Linked DNA regions of Salmo salar: region 1 is linked to region 2. A link is a contact called in public Hi-C data. All regions are on one chromosome and are shown on one strand. The core of a region is the stretch at or near the end of the contact, and the rest is flanking DNA. Distances in the headings are between cores, read along the strand shown.

Region 1 (5,181 bases), core at 849-3,348, 58 kb after region 2:
TCTCGAAGTAACTCAAAATAAATGTCTGATACAGAGTCGAAACTGGGCACAGTAGAAGGGTTTATAGGTTACTGTTCAGATATAAAACAAGTTCAGATAAGGAAGAAAGACAATCGTTGCATTTTTTTTAGAGCAGTTGACATAATCTAAATAGGGAAGTCATTATTCTCGGGTGGCGCGAGGTGTGCGAGGGAGAGCACTAACGAGCTTGACAGTAGGCTACATGCCCTTTGCTCTAGATCAAAGCTCCAGTATCGCTTAGGTCTGGGCCATTATGACCAACGAAACATTCTGACCACAGGCACATTCTGCCGTGGTCATAGGGAGAGGGACATCTCTCCATGATAGGTAGCACCTCGTCAGCTGCTCCTATGAGTGAAGGCATAACATCACTGGCTTAGGAACTGTCGGCATGTAGATGAGCTATAGGCTACAGAACAGTCTCTCCAGCCGACATACTCGTAGTTATTGTCTATGAGTACTCATAGCCCGATGAATTGGTTATTAAAGCACTCAGTGGAGCAGCTCGTGTTATTATACAGGGATAGCCAATTGTGGAAAAATACATTCCTGGGCTGCATGCGCTAGCAGGCTATTGGAGGCAGCAATGCATGAACCAGTCACATGCTTTTAGACTCATAAAGGTGTGACGGTTAAGCGAGGTGCCAGCCTATATCAAAATAATATGCTTTTTTTTGAGAGACTGCAATAGGTCTATTCCTACAATGAAACAATGTGATAGTGTTAAAGCCCTCGTCTGCTAACGTACTTTACTTATCTATGGCTGTGGGTAAACCCACCACAATATGCTGATATTATAATGCAATTGATCCAATGCGCCTCATGTGAATCGAGGGAGGAATACGTGTATAGGCCTTAATTACATAAAATAAACTATGTAAAGTCAGCCCTTACTGCTCAATGTCAGGCAACAAAACTTACCTTAGTAACCACATTCTGCATGAGTCCCGTTTGCAGCTCAAACGTCCACTCCTTGCACATACAATGTTGCAGATGCCTGGCTGTATTATTGTGGGTTCCATTGTAATAAACGTACGCCGCTGTTCGTGGGAAACTATTATTTGGACCATGGAATAAAGAGGAAGGAATTATAGTAAAATTAGTCGTATTTGCAGTTTGCGGAACACATGTATTGTTCGGTTGGGCAAGAAGGAATTCGTCAGAGTACTGGCTGAATCCAATAAATAACGCCGGAATCCATGTTAGCACGATTAGCTGTCTCTGATACTTCCCAAATCCCCCAAGAAAAGGCAAGACACAATCGTCGATGCGTGTGAGCAATCCCGGCGACTCTGTTTCGGGGGACACGAAGCCGTTCTCCGGTTGATGTTCCTCCGTCTCGAGCTGCACCACGGCCATCGCGGTTTCGCTCATGGATGCGTCTGTAGCGCAGCCGGGTTGGCAGTGTTACCCGTCGACTCCAAAATGCGTCAATGTCCCCGCTCTAGTGGTGAAAGCCGTCCGCAAGCAACCACTGAAATTGAAATAAGACTCACTTCTTTATGATCAGGACTCCCTGTGCTCTTGTTTAGGTGGACTCCATGGACTATTGCCACTGAACGAAGAGCACTAGGCTACTTAAGTGACAGCAAGCAGCTTTAAATGCAGGCTGGCAAATGTCCAAACTTAGAATAAACACGCGCGACAACATGGGAAATTGGCAGGGATGTTTTTAATCACCAATATTCCCTTCTGCTGGCCTGGATAGGCTACATCTCATTAGCATATAATTGTGCCGGAAGAAATGGTACATCGAGGGGGGGAGATAAACACTGCCCCTTTCTCGAGGGCGCTACAGGTAACACACCTGTACAAATAGTGAATTACAGTCATCTGATGGTCTGTAAACACATAGCCTATTCCTTCTTCCCGACCACGTCATCCGATATATCGAAATGTTGAGTAATGTTCACAGCGATGAAGTGCCACGGACAGATTATGTAATTACAGAATAGGAAGAAAGATAAAAACATTTAACCGGCTGGTAAACTATAGGTGGAACTTTGAGCAACCCTCCGCCCATGTCTGTCGCTCACTCGCAGCAGTGCATACCCCGACAGGCTGCATAACACGGTTTTGGCTCTATATAGCGACAAAGATCTCCATTGTAACGTGTGTAGCCTAGGAGACGTTTAGTAGGCCCATAGGCCTGTCCTTATATTTATGACAATAGGTCTGTCATAGTGGAGGGAAAGGAGAAGAGAGGATGCAATTGAGTTGAGATTTTTAATAAGGGGGTGGGCCCACTGTCACACACACACACACACACACACAAACACACATGCAATGGGTTATGCGGAGTGCCTGGACACAGCCCTTAGCAGAGGTATGTATATTGGTCATACATCACAAATCCCTGAGGTGCCTTATTTCAATTATAAACTGGTTACCAACGTAAAAAGAGCAGTTAAAATAAATATGTCACGCTGTCAGCCAATCAGCATTCAGGGCTCAAACCACCCAGTTTATAATTTACTATTATACACAGAGAGATCTACAGAGAGAGAGATATTAATGTCATCTGTGCAATATAGTCAGTCAACATATTATTTCAAGAGCTTTACTACATTGTTATTTCAGTAATGATTAACTGTAACTCTATGTTACAATGTCTTGTGTGGTCGGATAAAAAACTGTAGACCATGAGGAAAATCAAGAACTTATTCAAAATCAACAAAACAAAATCAATATGAAGTACATTATTTGATTTAAAGAGCAACTGCCTCTAAAAACCAACTTCCCATTTAGAAAACACCTTATGTGGCATCGATTTGAGTCAGAAACATTTATTCTACTGTCAAAATTGACTACAAAGTGTAAATAGAATAATTTTGGTCATAAAGTCAGTCTGGTCCAAAACAGAGTTTTGTGAGACTTACACTACCGTTCAAAAGTTTGGGCTCACTTAGAAATGTCCTTGTTTTTGAAAGAAAGGCACATTTCTTTGTCCGTTAAAACCTGTTAGGGATAGGGGGCAGTATTTTCACGGCCGGATAAAAAACGTACCCGATTTAATCTGGTTACTACTCCTGCCCAGAAACTAGAATATGCATCAAATTAATTGATTTGGATAGAAAACACTCTAACGTTTCTAAAACTGTTCGAATGGTGTCTGTGAGTATAACAGAACTCATATGGCAGGCCAAAACCTAAGAAGATTCTATACAGGAAGTGCGCTGTCTGACCATGTCTTGGCCTTCTGTGGCATCTCTATCGAAAATACAGCATCTCTGCTGTAACGTGACATTTTCTAAGGCTTCCATTGGCTCTAGGAAGGCGCCAGAACGTGGAATGATAGCTCTGCAGTCTCTGGGCGAAAAACATCAGGGTTTTTTGTGAGTGGTCCTTCTGAGGACAATGACACTGGCGCGCGCGCCCGCACGAGACGAGTCAATTTTTTTCTTTCACTGTTTGAACGGATACAACGTCTCCCGGTTGGAATATTATCGCTATTTTACGAGAAAAATTGCATTAAAATTTATTTTAAACAGCGTTTGACATGCTTCGAAGTACGGTAATGGAATATTTAGAATTTATTTGTCACGAAACGCAACGGCGCGTCACCCTTCGGATAGTTACCTGAACGCACGAACAAAACGGAGCTATTTCAATATAACTATGGATTATTTCGAACCAAAACAACATTTGTTGTTGAAGTAGAAGTCCTGGGAGTGCATTCTGATGAAGAACAGCAAAGGTAATCCAATTTTTCTTATAGTAAATCTGAGTTTGGTGAGTGCCAAACTTGGTGGGTGTCAAATTAGCTAGCCGTGATGGCCGGGCTATGGACTCAGAATATTGCAAAATGTGCGGACACCGCGATTGCATAAAGGAGTTCTGTATCTATAATTCTTAAAATAATTGTTATGTTTTTTGTCAACGTTTATCATGAGTAATTTAGTAAATTCACCGGAAGTTTTCGGTGGTTATGCTAGTTCTGAGCATCATATGCTAATGTAAAAAGCTGGGTTTTGATATAAATATGAACTTGATTGAACAAAACGTGCATGTATTGTATAACATAATGTCCTAGGAGTGTCATCTGATGAAGATCATCAAAGGTTAGTGCTGCATTTAGCTGTGGTTTTGGTTTTTGTGACATATATGCTTGCTTTGAAAATGGCTGTGTGATTATTTTTGGGAGGGTACTCTGCTGACATAATCTAATGTTTTGCTTTCGCTGTGAAGCCTTATTGAAATCGGACAGTGTGGTTAGATTAACGAGAGTCTTATCTTTAAAATGGTGTAAAATAGTCATATGTTTGAGAAATTTAATTTATAGCATTTTTTAGGTTTTTGCATTTCGCGCCACGCTATACTATTGGATATTGGTGAGGCGTTCCGCTAGCGGAACGTCTGTCCCTAACAGGTTTTAAAATAACATAAAATTGATCAGAAATACAGTGTAGACATTGTTAATGTTGTAATTGACTATTGTAGCAGGAAACGGCAGATTTTTTAATGGAATATCTACATAGGCGTACAAATCAAAATCAAATCAAATGTATTTATATAGCACTTCTTACATCAGCTGATATCTCAAAGTGCTGTACAGAAACCCAGCCTAAAACCCCAAACAGCAAGCAATGCAGGTGTAGAAGCACGTGGCTAGGAAAAACTCCCTAGAAAGGCCAAAACCTAGGTAGAAACCTAGAGAGGAACCAGGCTATGCGGGGTGGCCAGTCCTTTTCTGGCTGTGCCGGGTGGAGATTATAACAGCACATGGCCAAGATGTTGGCCAAGATGTACAGAGGCCCATTATCAGCAACCATCACTCCTGTGTTCCAATGGCACAATGTGTTAGCTAATCCAAGTTAAAGGCCATCATCCCAAAGTCGCCTCTTCACTGTTGACGTTGAGACTGGTGATTTGCAGGAACTATTTAATGAAGCTGCCAGGTAAGGACTTGTGAGCCGTCTGTTTCTCAAACTAGACACTAATGTACTTGTCCTCTTGCTCAGTTGTGCACCGGGGCCTCCCACTCCTCTTTCTATTCTGGTTAGAGCCAGTTTGCGCTGTTTTGTGAAGGGAGTAGTACACAGCGTTGTACGAGATCTTCAGTTTTTTTTGGCAATTTCTCGCATGGAATAGACTTAATTTCTCAGAACAAGAATAGACTGATGAGTTTCAGAAAAAAGGTATTTGTTTCTGGCCATTTTG
Region 2 (5,310 bases), core at 1,859-4,358:
CAATGCATTGCGAAAAGCTGGCAAAACGCACAAAAGTGCTGTTTGAATGAATGCTTAAGAGCCTGCTGGTGCCTACCACCGCTCAGTCAGACTGCTCTATCAAATCATAGACTTAATTATAATATAATAAACACACAGAAATACGAGCCTTAGGTCATTAATATGGTCGAATCCGGAAATTATCATCTCGAAAACAAAACGTTTTTTTCTGTCAGTGAGATATGGAACCGGTCCGTATTTTATCTAACGGGTGGCATCCCTAAGTCTAAATATTCCTGTTACATTGCACAACCTTCAATGGTATATCATAATTACGTACAATTCGGGCAAATTAGTTCGCAACGAGCCAGGCAATGAACGCAAGAGAAGTGACACAATTTCATGTTAGCAGGCAATATTAACTAAATATGCAGGTTTAAAAATATATACTTGTGTATTGATTTTAAAGAAAGGCATTGATGTTTATGGTTAGGTACATTGGTGCAACGACAGTGCTTTTTTCGCAAATGCGCTTGTTAAATCATCACCCGTTTGTCGAAGTAGGCTGTGATTCGATGAGAAATTAACAGGCACCGCATCGATAATATGCAACGCAGGACACGTTAGATAAACTAGTAATATCATCAACCATGTGTAGTTGACTAGTGATTATGTTAAGATTGATAGTTTTTTATAAGATAAGTTTAATGCTAGCTAGCAACTTACCTTGGCTTCTTGCTGCCCTCGCGTAACAGGTAGTCAGCCTGCCATGCAGGCTCCTTGTGGAGTGCAATGTAAGGCAGGTGGTTAGAGCGTTGGACTAGTAACCAGAAGATTGCAAAAACAAATCCCTGAATCCCCCCTGAACAAGGCAGTTAACCCCCGTTCCTAGGCCGCCATTGAAAATAAGAATGTGTTCTTAATCTGACTTGCCTAGTTAAATAAAGGTGTAAAAATAAAAAATATCAGCAAATCGGTGGCTAAAAATACCGATTACTGATTGTTATGAAAACTTGAAATCGGCCATTCCAATTAATCGGTCGATCTCTACTGTACATAGACTTTTTGTTTTCTTTTGTTCTACTGTATTATTGACTGTATGTTTTGTTTATTCCATGTGTAACTCTGTGTTGTTGTATGTGTCGAATTTCTACGCTTTATCTTGGCCAGGTAGCAGTTGCAAATGAGAACTTGTTCTCAACTAGCCTACCTGGTTAAATAAAGGTGAAATAAAAAATAAAACAATAAAAATCTATGATACAGAGGGTGCAGAGGGAACACAAGGTCAACAATGACACTCCCACACATACACAACTTGACAGAGAGAGTGGACAGAAGGGAGAGGGGTCGACACTACAGTTCCACTACATAGCTCCATCCCTGGGAAGGAGACGAGGTATCCTGATACCGATGCCACTCCAGTATTGTGAACATTATTAGCCTATTTTAGCTGAAGAGCACTGACTCTTCCATGGCTAGGACAAAACACAGTCTCTGTCCTGATCCGACTGAACCAAACCTATTGCAGTGAAGTAATGAGGTTCTCCTTCTACAAATGTATTCCCAGTCACTTTCAGAAAGTCCTTGATTCATTCATACAGACATTAGCATGCATGCCACCACCACGCTAGCCAGCAGAAACACACAGAACTCAGCCCCTTAGCAAGCTAGACACTGCGGCAGCATAGCATAGAATAAAATAGGCTATATCAATCTTATGAAGCTGGTGAGTGGTACTGTACTGCAACAACAGTTCCCTTTCCTTTCCTTCTCTTTCTCAGCTTTTGTCTTCCACTCATCACTTTATATCTCCTCCTATTTTACTTTTTACTTGTGTTTTTTCCTTTTCTCAGCTCCAACTGGATCTTTCAAGGTGACAGGGCCAGGATAATACACTGTCAGCAGGCTGCAGCTCCACCCCCGAGGAAAAGGCCGGAATTTCAATTAGCATCTGCCCCCCTCCTAGCTAGTATGAATAATGCTCTGTGTTCATGGGACAGTAACGCAGCTGGAACGACAGAGCTAAGACTGAGGAGGAGGAGAGGGGAGAGTGGTGAGAGAGAGGGGGGAGAGAGGAGAAGGAGTGTTGGGTTTGGTGTAACCTCACCATGACACTGTGACAGTAACGCAGCTGGAACGACAGAGCTAAGACTGAAGAGGAGGAGTAGAGGGGAAGAGGAGAGGGGAGAGAGGTGGGAGGGGAGAGAGGAGAGGGGTGGGAGGGGAGAGAGGGGAGAGAGGTGGAGGGGAGAGAGGAGAGAGGTGGGAGGGGAGGGAGGTGGGAGGGGAGAGAGGAGGGGGTGGGAGGGGAGAGAGGAGGGAGAGGAGAGGGAGAGGAGAGAGGGGAGAGAGGTGGGAGGGGAGAGAGGAGGGGGTGGGAGGGGAGAGAGGAGGGAGAGGAGAGAGGAGAGGGAGTGTTGTGTTTTGGAGTAAACCCATCCTGATTCTCTGTGGGAGTTTTGTGAGTAAAGTCATGGGTCACTGGGAATAGCATGGGTTGGTGTTATGTGCTTTTGTGAGTGTGTGAATCGAACATATGGATGTACTTACAAAACATTCTACAGAGGTACTATGAGCTCCTTACTCCAGCTGACCCTAATCCTCCACATCCCTCCTGATCAGCAGTCCCACACTGCCCTGCACCAGCCCCAACCTCCAACCATCAGCCCAGGCCCTGCCTGCTGACACAAATCCCAGCGCTCAGGTGATGTCACACACAAAGCACTCACAGAAAGCCACAATGACACAGGGGTGATACTGAGGTGACCCACGGGTGACCAAAAAGGAGTAACCAAACAGGAGTGACCAAATGCACTAAAACAGGACTTTGTTAACACACATGCCACATGATGACAACTGATAAGACTCATCTAAAGCCATGGTGGGGGACAGCATTGGTATCAAGGAGTAACCTAACCATCAAAAGCCATCATCTGCCAAAAGCCTCTGGTTTGCAGCCTCTGTTCATCAAGTAGTCCAACACAGTGTGGATTCTGGAATAGAACATGCAACTTCAAGAACATAATGTCCAGTGAGTCAAAGAGGTTCCATTGTTCTGAGAACATTACAGTATCTGACCACTAGGGGCCCACAGTGATGTTATTTCCCTGTGACCAGCGGGTAACACACCACACTGACCTTTCCCCGACAGTCACATGATCTCCTCATGGCCCCATGCCATGTCGTCACCCCCTGCCTCCCCCCCTGCTCCCGGCCACTGGGTTTGTGTGTTCCTAGCCAGTAAACAGCTCCAGGGCCGCTCCTTCTAAATACAGTAAAGATGTGGTGGTAGACATATTACACTGTATAATGATCATTCTTAAAAAGCTTGTAGATAATAAGACTCAGAATACTGCTTCCTGTTTTTTTCTTAAAGAGATTGTACAAATGGAATAATGTGTGTGCAACCATGTGCTCAATATCCAGAAAGGTTGAGACTGAAGAGTGACTGTGTGGACGTGTTTATCTATGCCTGTGGGGACCAGAAGTCCCCACAAGAATAGTAAACAAAGAAGGGTTAGGGTTAAGGTTAGGTTTTGGGGTTAGGGTTATAGTTAGCGTATGGGTTAAAGTTAGGGTTAGGGATTAGGGAAAATAGGATTTTGAATGGGACTGATTTTTGTGTCCCCACAAGGTTAGTTGTGTGTGTGTGTGTGTGTGTGTGTGTGTGTGTGTGCGCACGCCTGAGTGCATGTGTGTGTGTGTAGTAGGCCTATCTCACTCTTTGTGGACTTTAAGTGAGGTCACACTCATTGATCAATACCTTATCTTAAACTGTAAGGATCAATAGGCTATGGGTCCAAGGCCTCTGAGGAATAGAGGGATGTTTAGGTAACAACTTCACAGTAATACTACGTTGATCCCTACTTCCAAAATGGCATGACAATACTTGCAACTTTGAACTTTGCCTGCTGAACGTGGATGAATGAATGTCTACGCGTGTGCACGCACATGTAAGTTTGCTTGTGTCTCTGTAGTAAAAACAGACATTACTATCAACACAAAAAGGATGTATCTGTGGTTTAATCATTACTCCAAACAGTTGCAAAACGAGATTTGCTACTTTTGCAACAAAAATGTGCATTTCTATTGGACAGACTCAGGGAGGTCCCTCTCTGTTTGCTGAACCTATCCAATAGAAACGCTAGTTTTCGTCGCATAATTGTTTGGATTAGTGATTACACCCCAGCTCTACTAGTCCCAGATGAGACCCCAGACAGACATAAAATACATCCAGTCAGTGTGACACAAACACAAATAATGACAAAATAGCGCCAACAAAACCACAGTCATCATCCTGATCCAAACAGTTGACGGATTAGGTCTACTGTTGACTCCCTACACCACGAGAAGAAAAAAGTGACACAATGCAGCCTGATACTATGCAGTCCTGCTCTGTTGCTTTGGACAGTGGGTAAATGTCACTTATCCAAAGGGTAAGAGATCATGTTGTTATATCATGTTGTGAATGCGTGAGTCATTTGAATAACACAGTGTCTGCAAAATGGGCCTACTACAGTATCAAGCTATGGAAAGAAGGTCCCCAACCGTCCACCGCACTGGGACTTCTGATAGGGAGGGATATAGACCCCCAGGAGAGGATGGGAGCTAGGGGTGAGAGATAGGGATGGAGGGATATAGACCCCCAGGAGAGGATGGGAGCTAGGGGGGAGAGATAGGGATGGAGGGATATAGACCCCCAGGAGAGGATGGGACTAGGGGGGAGAGATAGGGATGGAGGGATATAGACCCCCAGGAGAGGATGGGAGCTAGGGGTGAGAGATAGGGATGGAGGGATATAGACCCCCAGGAGAGGATGGGAGCTAGGGGTGAGAGATAGGGATGGAGGGATATAGACCCCCAGGAGAGGATGGGAGCTAGGGGTGAGAGAGAGGGATGGAGGGATATAGACCCCCAGGAGGGGATGGGAGCTAGGGGTGAGAGAGAGGGATGGAGGGATATAGACCCCCAGGAGAGGATGGGGGCTAGGGGGGAGAGAGAGGGATGGAGGGATATAGACCCCCCAGGAGGGGATGGGAGCTAGGGGGAGAGAGAGGGATGGAGGGATATAGACCCCCAGGAGAGGATGGGGGCTAGGGGTGAGAGATAGGGATGGAGGGATATAGACCCCCAGGAGGGGATGGGAGCTAGGGGTGAGAGAGAGGGATGGAGGGATATAGACCCCCAGGAGAGGATGGGAGCTAGGGGTGAGAGATAGGGATGGAGGGATATAGACCCCCAGGAGGGGATGGGAGCTAGGGGTGAGAGATAGGGATGGAGGGATATAGACCCCCAGGAGAGGATGGGGGCTAGGGGGGAGAGATAGGGATG

What was found. Hi-C and Micro-C count contacts between places; a contact is called where the count stands out from the background.
Region 1: a contact with region 2 is called in a Hi-C map of muscle, with 2.0 times the contacts expected there. The contact joins the promoter of LOC106569167 here to the enhancer-like site in region 2.

The regions. Positions count from the first base shown.
Region 1 is chrssa14:28,795,164-28,800,344 of Ssal_v3.1, forward strand. It overlaps LOC106569167 (solute carrier family 22 member 23), which reads right to left and starts at 2,099. Exons shown (of 10, transcript XM_014140221.2): 1 at 943-2,099. The coding sequence starts at 1,395.
Region 2 is chrssa14:28,736,388-28,741,697 of Ssal_v3.1, forward strand. The region is part of intron 3 of LOC106569167 (solute carrier family 22 member 23); the gene reads right to left. Among protein-coding and RNA genes, the nearest start is that of tbb2a, 33 kb to the left of the region's middle. Within about 2 kb of position 3,109, at least 7 of the 13 cell types and tissues checked have an H3K27ac peak or open chromatin away from gene starts, as enhancers often do. A contact at or near this core is called in muscle, where this site is marked.